2 separate regions of the Mus musculus genome follow, and region 2 is linked to region 1. A link is a contact called in public Hi-C data. All regions are on one chromosome and are shown on one strand. The core of a region is the stretch at or near the end of the contact, and the rest is flanking DNA. Distances in the headings are between cores, read along the strand shown.

What was found. Hi-C and Micro-C count contacts between places; a contact is called where the count stands out from the background.
Region 2: a Hi-C map of the HPC-7 cell line shows a contact between it and region 1, with 5 times the contacts expected there. A contact is called at or near these places in 10 of 484 Hi-C or Micro-C datasets (the 3T3-L1 cell line, the HPC-7 cell line, cerebral cortex and 6 more) and 1 of 130 datasets of targeted methods (hippocampal excitatory neurons).

What each region holds. Positions count from the first base shown.
Region 1 is chr19:16,798,489-16,804,642 of GRCm38.p6, forward strand. No RefSeq gene overlaps it. Among named protein-coding and RNA genes, the nearest start is that of Vps13a, 21 kb to the left of the region's middle.
Region 2 is chr19:17,067,126-17,073,279 of GRCm38.p6, forward strand. The region is part of intron 6 of Prune2 (prune homolog 2); the gene reads left to right. Among named protein-coding and RNA genes, the nearest start is that of Prune2, 110 kb to the left of the region's middle.

The sequences.
Region 1 (6,154 bases), core at 2,568-5,067:
TCACGTGTTTTGTTTTTTCCCTCTTCATCTTATTCCTGCCAGCCTGCTGTCCTGGGTCTTACATTACTTGCTTCTTGTTTATTTTCTTCTCTTTTTCTTCCTCTTTGCTATTTTTTTTCTTGTTTTCTGTTTTCAGCATGCTGGGACATACCTGTAATTCTGGCACTTGGGAGGGTGAGGCAGGAGGTTCATGTGTTTGAAACCAGCTGGGTTACATGATAAGACTTTATCTCTATTTTTGAAAAAAAAAAAACCAAACAAAACAAGTGTGCATTAAATATACACAGGGTGCTTCTAAGATTTACACACATGTATGTAAAGTACTTTGACTACATTCACCCCATTAGCTTCTCTGGCCCTGCCTGTTTCCTGTTGCTTCCTTCCACTTTCCAAATAACCTACCTTCCATTCTCACACCTTTGTTTTTAAATCTAAATTCCTCACAAAAAGTGAAAATTAGCGTAATGATTATATAAATTATTTTCATATAATTTTTCATAATGGGCTTCAGTTGAGAGTTTCAAGACAACCTCCTTGTCTCAAATTAAGCTAAAATGGTAGGGACTTGTTCTGAGTCACACAGAACTGGAATTTTCTGGCCGAATCTACTGTTTCATTTGCTTCTTTCTCATTTGCTCCCCAAGCTCTTCACAGTCTAGCACGTACTTTTCTGTTGTTGTTGCTGTTGCTGCTGCTGTTAATATGACATTCCATATGCGAGTTCAAACATTGAGAATTTGTCTTTCTGAGTTTGAATCATTTCAGCCAACAGGGTGATCTTCAGTTAAACCCACTTTACTAAAAGCATTATGTTAGGTTTCAGGGTGGGAGAGGAAGTTTGAGAAGAGGCCCTGAGTTGAATTGTCCTTCAGGTAAAAGTTTTATTAATGTCAGCAGTACCCCAATAGAGAGATGTGATGTAGTGTCAGTCCCACAAGACAAAACAGTCTTATTTTGAGGTCCCTTGGGAGAGAGCAGAGAGAACCTGATCAATACGTGGTCTGTGTTGTGTGACAGAAGTAAGAGAGTGGAGCATTCATGACTTATACCACGCGACAGGGCTGTCTTACTCAGGTTTCCCGTTGCTGTGAGGAGACACCATGGCCAAGGCAACCCTTATAAAAGATAACATTCAATTAGGGCTATCTTACAGGTTCAGTGGTTCAGGCCAAAATCATCAAGGCAGTGTCTAGGCAGTCATAGATGCTGGAGGAGCCAAGAGTTCTGCATCTTGATTGAAAGGCGGCCAGGAGAAGATTGGCTCCCACATGACTATGAGGAGGTTCTCTAAGCCCTCCCATACAACGCCACACTTTCTCCAACAAGGCCACACCTCCTAATAGTGCCACTCCTTGAGCCAAGCATATTTAAACCACAACACAGGGGTCACTTTCTGGGTCAGGGCATAGTGTTCAGTTAAAAGATAATCATATTATTAGACAGGTCACTTGTTCCACCTGTAGTCAGCTGGCCATTTAGGGCTCAGTTATTTGGAGAGCATGTTTCTAGGAGGGGCCTGGTTCCTTACCTATGTGGCATGAAATATACATTTCCAGCCTTTTTGTTTATTTTAAGAAGAAGAAGAAGAAGAAGAAGAAGAAGAAGAAGAAGAAGAAGAAGAAGAAGAAGAAGAAGAAGAAGAAGAAGAAGAAGAAAGAGAAGAAAAGAGAAATGGTGGTCTAGGGGCTAGGGGCATTGAAAATCTTTTTTAGCTTTTTCATGTTAAATTGAACCATCATTGGTTTAAGAGACCTCCCTTCCCTTTAGATAATAGGGTCGTTAATACCAACAGAAATGTGGTGGAATTCTGGGGTAGTATCAGCCCTGTACAACAAAGTTAAGTGTCTTTAAAGGTCCCTTAGGAGGAGTTAGGGAGAGCCTATTAGTGTGTGGCCTGTGCTTCATGACAGTGCTATGAAAACAAGGTGTACAAAACTTAGGCCATGTGACAGGGACCACTCTTTCTCTGGTTTAGTGAGTGCGGCCTAAACATGTGACCAAGATTATGTGACAGGGGTCACCTGTCTTGCGTATAATCATCTGGCAGTTCAGGGCCTAGTTATCCAGAGAGCTTGTTTCTCAGAAGGTCGGGCTTCCCTGCCTGTAAATAATGACATCTACACATTACGTCATTCTTCATTTAGCTGCGTAATATTCCATGTTCACACAACCCACATTTTCTTCATATACTCAGTTCCTAGAGAGATAAGACTCCTGAGAGAAACGCACACAGTAGAGACTTGGCTTTATGAAGTTTCAGAGGGAACAAAGACTCCATTAGCAACTGGGCTAGGGGTCCTTTCTGTGGTGTTTTGGCAAAGAAGCTGGCTTTATTCTGCCTATGCCCTGGGAATTTTCATAAGTCACACATATAAGCAATAAACTAACTTTTCTCATAGACTCAGTTATTTATTTCTACTTCATGGATCTCAGGAATTAAACTCAGATTGTCAGGCTAGGAAGCAAGAGACTCTACTTGCTAAGTCGTCTTGCTGGCTCTAGTCTACATTTTTCTTGTTGCACACAGGCCTCTCAGACTTTAATTGTTTCAGTGTCATTAAAAATGTTATATGTTCATTGAGACTGAATTTAGTATTTTTGAGAGAAAATTTGAATAGCTGGCTCATATGAAATACTTCTATATTTCTGTCAATTAGAACATGTGCACTAGTTTGTTAGCTTCATGGTTATCAGGGTTTGTGTGTGTATGTGTGTGTATGTATGTGTGTGTATGTATGTGTGTGTATGTGTGTGTATGTGTGTGTGTATGTGTGTGTGTGTATGTGTGTGTATGTATGTGTGTGTATGTGTGTGTATGTATGTGTGTGTATCTGTGTGTATGTATGTGTGTGTATGTGTGTGTATGTATGTGTGTATGTGTGTGTGTATGTGTGTATGTGTGTGTATGTGTGTATGTGTGTGTATGTGTGTATGTGTGTATATGTGTGTATGTATGTAAGTGTGTGTATATGTATGTGTGTGTATGTGTGTATGTGTGTGTATGTATGTGTGTGTGTGTATGTATGTGTGTGTGTATGTGTGTGTGTATGTGTGTGTGTATGTGTGTGTATGTATGTGTGTGTATGTGTGTGTATGTATGTGTGTGTATGTGTGTGTATGTGTGTATATGTGTGTGTATGTATGTGTGTGTATGTGTGTGTATGTGTGTGTATGTATGTGTGTGTATGTGTGTGTATGTATGTGTGTGTATATGTGTGTGTGTGTCTTTGTGTTTTACATCTATCTTCCTAAAATTGAGCCCTGAACCTTCATCCTCCCCTAATCTTAGGATCCAGGAGAGTGCCCCACACCCCTGTCATCATTCATGTCTTTCTTTGAACAGGAAGACAGAGGGCAAGGAAAGAATGGAAGGGTGTGTGTGTGTGTATGTGTATGTGTGTGTGTGAATGGAAGGGTATATGTGAGAATGGAAGAGTGTGTGTGTATGTGTGTGGATATGTGTGTGTGTTGGTATGAATGGAAGGGTGTGTGTGTGTGTGTGTGTGTGTGTGTGTTGGGGGTTTGTGAGAGTGATTCTGTAGAGTTGAGTCAATCATCTTTAATGAGTCTCAGAAGTTTGACAACAAATTTTCCCATGTATTTGCTTACTAATGTGTGAAAAGAGAGAAATGGGGTCTTTAGTGCGATCTGTGTCATTCCTGATGACAGTTGATGTCAGTTCCTGACAAAAAGTAGAAGTATTCATGAGAGGACAGCTAGACAGCTCTGCTCTACACAGGTTAAAAGAAAAGTCTCCATAGGAAAGTATTATAATGGAGAACATTAATGACTGGTTACTGACGGTTGGGCTTCTGCTATGGTGGTAACAGGAAGTGGTAAGGACTGTGATGGGCAGAAAAGCTCCTGTCTCTTCTGAGAAGCTCAGCCATGTCCTGCCATTGCCATGTAGAAACAGAGCCCACAGGGGTCCATTGATCCAGTTTTCTGACAGAAAATGACAATCTGGATTTTTACGTGAACTCTTTAGTTTAAAACTAACACTTGCATTTTTTCATGTTAATAAAAATACTACATTTAAGCTCTGTAATTCTCACCAATTTTCAATTTCTTGTCAAGAAGAACCAGTATTCCTTAAGATAACATCTTAGGAAATATTATCATTGTAGTTAAGAAATGATCTCTACAACTTTACAATTTTGTAGCTATGAGGAGGAACTTGGAATAAAGGAATAGTTGAGCAGGCAAGGTATTTATCCTCTGGGCAGATGCAAATCAGATACATATTTTCCTTCTCTTAATGTGGGATAGACTTTTTTTTTTTTTTTAAGGCACGGTTCTGTTTAATACCTTCTCTCTGCTACACACAAATGCTACTATAGAATTCACCATTCCCGCTCTTGGTCATTTATTCATTGCAGTTCTGTGCTTTGGCCAGTAGGTGGCAGCAAGTATTAGCCAGAAGAAGTAGCCAGTTTACACCTTTAGAAATATAAATTTTCTTTAATCTCTGTAAACAAAAACAGTGAAGGAGGGGAGAGATCAGAGGTGCTCTGAAGGCGCTTAGGCAATAGTACCAAAAAAGAAGCTTCATAGGAAGAACTAGTCTTCTCATATCTTGCAGAATATGTGAGTGACTATTTTTTCACAACTTAAACTTTTTTTTTTTTTTTTTTTTTGAGGCAAGGTCTCGTTATTTATCTTAAATAGCCCTCAAACTTGTGATTCTTCTGTCCCAGCTTCTCAAGCGCTATTACCATATGTTCTGTAAAAAAACAAAACAAAATAAACAGACAAAAACAAAACAAAAGAAAAAAACCTAGGATCGAAGAGACATCTCAACCAGTAGTAATACATGCTTAAGGAGATCAAGTGATGATTAGCATATTGGACCTTTTGCATACATGTATCAAATTATCACACTGACCCTACAAATATATATAATGATAGGTCAATAAAGTATTTATAACGGTGAAAAGACTTAAGAATTGAAAGAGACTTATACTGACTTCCCATGTTACTTCATTTAGTCTTTTATAATTAATTAATTAATATCTCAAATGTTGCTTCACCCCCTCAGAGAGTCTCTTCCCCCTTCCCTCCCCTTCTCCTCTGAGAGGGTAGGCCTTCCCCCTGGGTATCATCTCTCTAAATGCCATCCCTCCACCCCAGCGCATCAAGTCTCTGCAGGGTTAGGTGAATTCTCTCCCACTGTGGCCAGACAAGGCAGCCCTATGTGCTGGGGCCTCACTCCAGCCCATATAAGCTCTTTGGCTAGTGGCTCAGTCTCTGAGAGCTGCCAAGGGTCCAGGTTAGTTGAGTCTGTTGGTTTTCCTGTGGAGTCCCTGTTCCCTTCACCATCTTCAATCCTTCCCCCAGCTTCCATAAGAGTCCCTGACCTTCATCCAAAGCTTGGCTGCGGGTATTTGCATCTGTTTCAGTCAGATGCTGGGTAGAGCCTTTCAGAAGATAGTTGTGCTAGATTCCTGTCTGCAAGCACAACAGACAGAGTATCGTTAATAGTGCCAGGGATTGGTGCTTGCCCACGGGATGGGTCTCAAGTTGGCTACTCCTTCAGTCTCTGCTCCATCTTTGTCCTTGTATTGCTTTTAGAACAGACAAATTTTGGGTTTAAAGTTTTGTGAGTGGGTTGGCATCCTTGTCCCTCCACTGGGGATCCTGCCTGGCTACAGGAGGTTTCTTAGAAAATTGGAAATAGTTCTACCTAAATACCCAACTATACCACTCCTGGGCATATACCCAAAACATAGTCCACCATAACCTGAGGACAATCTGCCCCTCTATGTTCATAGCAGCTTTATTCGTAATAGCCAGAAACTGGAAAGAACCTAGATATCCCTCAACTGAACAATGGATAAAGAAAATGTAGCACATTTACACAATGGAATACTATGCAGCTATTCATCATGAATTTTGCAGGCAAATGAATGGAACTAGAAAATGTCATCCTGAGTGAGGTAACCCAGACTCAGAAGAGCATGTACTGTGTGTATTCACTGATAAGTGGATATTAGCCATAAAGTACAGTATACCCATGATACTCCCCCATGGACCTAAAGGAGGAAGGCCCAAGTGAGGATGCTTGAGTCTCGCTTAGAAGGGGGAATAAAATAGTCATAGGAGGCAGAGGAAGGAAGGGAACTAGGTGGGAGAGGGGATGGGGAGAACAATGGGG
Region 2 (6,154 bases), core at 2,321-4,820, 270 kb after region 1:
TCAGCTTGGTGTATTTGAGCTGCCATCCTAGATACTGGGAATGCAGAGGGAATATAACAGTGAAGGTATGAGTCCGGCGTGGTGGCGCACGTCTTTAATCCCAGCACTCGGGAGGCAGAGGCAGGCAGATTTCTGAGTTCGAGGCAGCCTGGTCTACAAAGTGAGTTCCAGGATTGCCACGGCTATACAGAGAAACCCTGTCTCGAAAAACCAAAAAAAAAAAAAAAAAAAAAAAAAAAAAGAAAAGAAAAAGAAAAAGAAAAAGCCAGTGAAGGTCTGCTTCATTCTCCTTAGGGGCAGGTATGGTGCCAGTGCCAGTGCCAGTGGTGGTAGAAGAAGATGAGAAAGGATCCAGAATGAAAACAAACTTGTCTTGGATAGTGACGTTATATGTGCAATAGAGTAGGGTAGGAGAACTCTTTCTGATGGAACAGGTGATATGTTGAAGAAGGCCTGTCTTCTGGTCTCAAAAAAGTGGCAAGAAAATCTAGGAGTAGGATACTAGAGAAATGGCAAATTTCAGGGCAAGCTTGACACACTCAAGACCAAGCAGGTAGCACACAGTTGTAATCCTATCATTTGAATGAAATGGAAGCAAGAGGTTCGGGAGTTCAAGGTTCAACCTGACTCACAAGACCTTTGTCCTGCCCCCAAAACAGGAAAACAAAGATTTGTCCAGTCAAGTAGGGAATGGTATAGGATGAAATGACAGGGACATGTAGCAACCACACAAAGAACAAGGTAAGTAGAGCCATTGTTCATGAGAATTAACTAGCTGCTTACAAATCATAACTTGACAAAAAGAAATGGAATACTAATTGGTTTAAATGTAGCATCTAAGAACCTCCCTGTTGTTTTAAATACAAGAGAGTTGAGCATTAAGTTCAAAAGACAAACTCCGAGGAGGAAGAAAATTGACGCCTTCTTGTTCAGTGGCCATTAGTAATATATCCTTGCCACAAAGCACATAGCCTGCCACTCTGCACTGGCATCAGTCTCATACAGAAGGGCTTTGCCTGTGGAGAGAACATATGGAATCCTCTGAAAGCTTCAGCTCTTCTGCTTGAAGCCAATTTGTAAAAACCAAGAAGGATACCACATAGACGTTGCTGTGTTCGTGCCGGCATTTGGATTTTCTAAAATAAAGATAGATTTTTAAAGTCCATCTAGGCCAACTTATTTGTTTTATATGTTTTATAGACAGCAAAGCTGAAACCCAGAAATACTTGTGTTTGGCTAAGTTCACCAGGCTGAACAGTGTGATTGATGCAGAGCCATGATTCTGCTTTCAAGCTCTTGATCCAAGGATCTTTTCACTTAAAAAGGCTATGCCTACTACATTTGACTTCACAGACTCCACCAATGGAGGGAGGGAGAGAGGGATGGATGGATGGGTGGATGGATGGATGGATGGATGGTTTACTCATTTATTATGCAAGAAAGATCAACTATTAGACAGTCAGTCATTGGACAGTAGACCTGCTTAGATGGAGATCCAGCCTGTAAAGTGCCTGTTTCTGTGTCCCCCACATCATTGTATTTTCTCAGCTGGGAGTACTTCAATATTCAGCAATGTTTAACATGTCCTTTGTTACCATTGTTACCAGGTTCTATTCTAGATCTGGGGGATATAACACTATTGACTGAAACAGAAAAAAGTATCCCCCCACAGTGAGTTTCCATTTTAAAAGAGGAAGATGGGATCCCCTAAGAGCCAGACAAAGTATGGTTCAATCCCCAAAGCCACGACCTCCATTTCTGTCCTTGAGTACTCTCCTACCCTCAAGGGCTTCTTTGCTTTTCCCTCTTGTCATCCAGTCTCTACCCAACATGTCTGTAATCTTTGGGAAACACCAAATGTGAATTGTGTATCTACGTCTTTGCTTCAAATCCTTGACTTAGGCCTCATTGCCTATGAGGAAAACCAAAATTCACCCCCATTCTCCTCAAGCTTTGTATCACGTGGTCCTGCTGCACGCAACCTCATCTCGTTCCTCTGCTCCTGCACCAACCTTTGGCGGTCCTCGGTTCTTCATTCAAGCTTATTCTTTTCTCCAGTTTACTTTGAGGTCAGAATATGACAAAGCGCATTATCTCCCTTTATACAGGAATGCATGAAATGTAACCTTATCAATGCCCCAGACTTCCCACTCTGACCTCCCTTCTGCTTTGTGTTCTTTCTCATCACAGAGTTTATTCTGGCTGGCACCTGTCAGTGTTAGCAATCCTCTTTAAACTGATTTATTGACTTACTATTTCTGTTCGCTAACCTGCAACTCCTTAAAAGCCACAGAATGGTCTGTAAGCCTGAAAGCACTGGCCAACATGCAGGAGATTATCACTTGCTCCATGAGACAATTGGTGACTGAATTCACTAATGAATGATGAATTGTCCTTCCCTTGATAGTATATCATTGTCTAAAAACATAAAATGTGGAGACTGGTATGTCACTTCTAGAAGTCTAGAAGCCTACTCTACACTGGGATTCTTGCCTTTGCCAGTAGTTCTCCAACAGTGTGGTGTTGTCAATCCATAGTCTATGGTACCTCATTTAATTTCCTTTCTTTTCCTATTGCTTAAGACTTGTATCCTTTTTACACAGAAAAATCTTCCGGATTCCTCTTCTCATTCACCACAATGTGGCAGAAACAAGGATGGTAGCTAGGTGACATACAAGTTCTTGACTGGGGCTTGCGAGGTATGAAACCCCAACTGATCATTATGTTTGTCCCATCACAGTCTACTGGAAGAGTCAGGTGTGTACAAAGCCAACCTACACTTCATGTGCATGATGTATGTTTCATCTAGGAGAGACTAGAGATGAGTCACAACACTCAAATTCAGTGTGCATACTCGCAAAGAAACAACTATGCTTTGCTTATAGCTCACTTGGACTGTATTCATTCCATGCTTCCCTCTCTTAGCATGGGATGCAGGCACTGTTCTGAGTCCTTGTTCTAGTTTGCCTCCTATTATTGTGATGAATGCCATGACCCAAAGCAACTCAGAGTCTGAAGGGTTTATTTCCACTTCCAAGTTAGAGCTTATGAAGAAGGCAAGTCAGGGCAAGAACTCAAGGCAGGAACCTGGAGGCAGGAGCTACAGCAGGGGCTTGCTTCTCTTGGCTTGTTCTGCCTGAATTCTTATACAACATAGGTTCACCTACCCAGGGGTGACACCACCCATAGTGTCTTGGGCCCTCCCATGTCAATTATTAATCAAGAAAATGTCCCAGAGACTTTCCTAAGGACTAATCTGATAGAGGCTTTTCTCAATTGAGGTTCCCTCTTCCCAGGTGACCTAGCTTGTGTCAAATTGACAAAAACTTGATTGGCACAATCCTCTTCAAGTAACTTTCATAAACTTCACTGGACTCTGTCACTGATGCTCATGGGTGAAGAAATTAAAACCAAGTGTCTTTCTAAGCATCTCATGGCCAGTGAACAAGCCATGTAACTGAGCTTCAAGCTGAGGTGGCCTTGGCACTTGCACCAGGCTCCTTGTCATAAATGTTTGAAGACTCCAGATGACAAATGATTTAACATCAGACTAGAAGAGAAAAGGGAAGCTTATTGGTTGGAAACAGAGAGGGAAATTACATACTAGGAAGAAAGAGCATGGTTGTGTGTCTGGACATGTCTCAGAGGCAGCAAGCAGTCAGTAGGGCTAGAGCAGAAGATCCAACTGAGAGTGAAGGTAGCCATTCTATCAGTGAAAACATACAAATCAAAGTTAAAAAAATTGGTCAGCCCTGGGGTAACTTATATACACTTAAAGGCCCCCACCTTGTGTGTGTGTGTTTATGTATGTGTGCCCATGTGAGTGCATGTAGAGGCCAGAGGTAGATGTCTTTCTCCATACCTCTGCACTTTAGTTTGAGACAATGTCTCTTTGCCAACTCAGAGCCCACTGCTATAGCTGCTATTGGCTGGCCAGTCTTCCTGCTTCCCCATCTCAAGCCCTAGGGTTGCTGGAATCCACTGCTATGCTCAGCTTTCCTTAGGAGCTGGGGTTCAACATTACACTCTCATGCTTCCACAGCAAAGACTTTCCTAACAACTATCACCTCATCCCTAATCAGAAAAACTTTTAAAACCGAAACTATCAAAATGAATCCCAAATGTTAGGGGCATACAGCCTGTTAATAGAAGTTCATGGAGATATCGGAAGATTCTGATTAGTGTTCTCAAGTAAAAAGGTTTTAATTTTTTGGCAAAAGGAAATGCACATGTTTGTCAGTATTTCTTAAGATCTTAGTTTTCAATGGCAATTCAGAGCCACCTAGTGACCAAAAAGTATTTAAAATACAAAACAGGAAAAGAAAAAGATTCCAGTAAAGAGAAAAGCAGTTGCCTAATCCTGGTCTTTGGTGCCCAGAGATAAAGATATATAAGTGCAGGTCTACAAGGTGAGACCTACTACACGTTAAGGAGAATACGCCTCTCGTTCCTTTGGTGGTTAGAGAGCCCTACACATAAATTTGAGATTATATGTATAGTTAAGCTTTAATACAGATGACATGTACCAAACGGCACATGTGGGCCTAACACAGCTACTATAAGCAAACTTTCCTCACAGATACAAGTCGCTTTCCTTGTAGTCTGCTACTGTGAAGAAGCCTACACGTTTGCTTTGTGTCTTGGGAATAGGAACGATGGGACAGAAGCTGTCCTGAAGATAAGTCTCGGGCTGGTAGACAGGAAGGCACGAGGGAGTCCTAAAATTCCAGATGAGACTCCTGCTTTCTGTCTAATTTTGAACAGGAAAATCCAAAGAGTTCTACTCAGTTTGGTTTATGTACCTGTTGCAAAATTCTGCTGAGTCTTGATAGGTTTCTTGCAGGGCGTGGGTGCAGCAAGTTTCAAGTGTGTTGATGGAGCCAGGGCTTTTAGCTTGGTTGCAGTAAAGTCCTTCATCTAGAAGGACACACTAGGAGATGAAGGGGGACGGATGAAATGTGGCCATGCTGTAGAACACTGTGTTGATTAAATGTATTAAAGATAGACTCAGAGACACCAAAATGTGCCGGTAACTCATTAAGGAAAGAAAGTTCAGGTCTTGAACTCCCTGAATTCATTTGACTGAGAGCAAGGCCAAGATGAATTCTTCACTTCTCTTCCCATATCTTCTATCTGTAGTGTGTGGTTTCTGGCTTGTCTGTAGTCTCTATGCATTTAATGTGCCTCTTTTGCCAATGTCTTATCCTTGTGCCTGCCTGATGCATAACTGTAAGTCCAACCGTTCCCAACAAAGGGCTTTTGCTTTGTATTTACTGAACACCAAAGAAAGCATCACATGGCAGGGGAGTTATGGGGAACACATTACAGAAATATTTAACAGAGTTTTACAAGGGATTGAGCTCTGTGCTCCAGCTAATCCCTACTGACCCTTGGGCTCTCAGTGCTATAAACAGATGCTCATCAAATGATATCCATATGTTGCTTTCAGGAGTTATGGCAGGTATTTGCTGTATAAAGTATTTTTATGGTATTTGTTACATATGGTTGTTTTTTTCAAGCTATTTGCTGTTTTAAGCAAACAAATGTCATAGCACACACACATATATGTGTGTATATATATATGTATATATATATATATATATATATATATATATATATATACATACATATATATATATACACACACATGTATTGCTCTCTGAGTCAGGGGCATGAAAAGGTACATAATTTAAGATTAGATCTACATATTATTTTAGGTTATAAAAGCTAATTACATGAGAAATCCAAAGATTTGAGTATGGTTGAGTGTTACATTGTTATCTTAAAATCAGTTTAAACAAACAGGCTGAGTATACGGAAGGACAGCAGTGTAAAGTCTTAAATGACCTCGAGGTATATTATTAATTGGCTTTGTGATCCAGTAGAAGCTCAAGTCTCTTGGAATTTAAAAGATATTTCTTGCCAAACGCATGAAATTCAAGAAGAACGAAGACCAAAGTGTGGACACTTTATCCTTTCTTAGAAATGGGAACAAAAACACCCATGGAAAGAGCTACAGAGACAAAATTTGAAGCTGTGATGAAAGGATGGACCATCTAGTGATTGCCATATGCAGGGATCCATCCCATAATCAGCATCCAAATGCTGACACCATTGCATACACTAGCAAGATTTTGCTGAAAGAATCCAGATA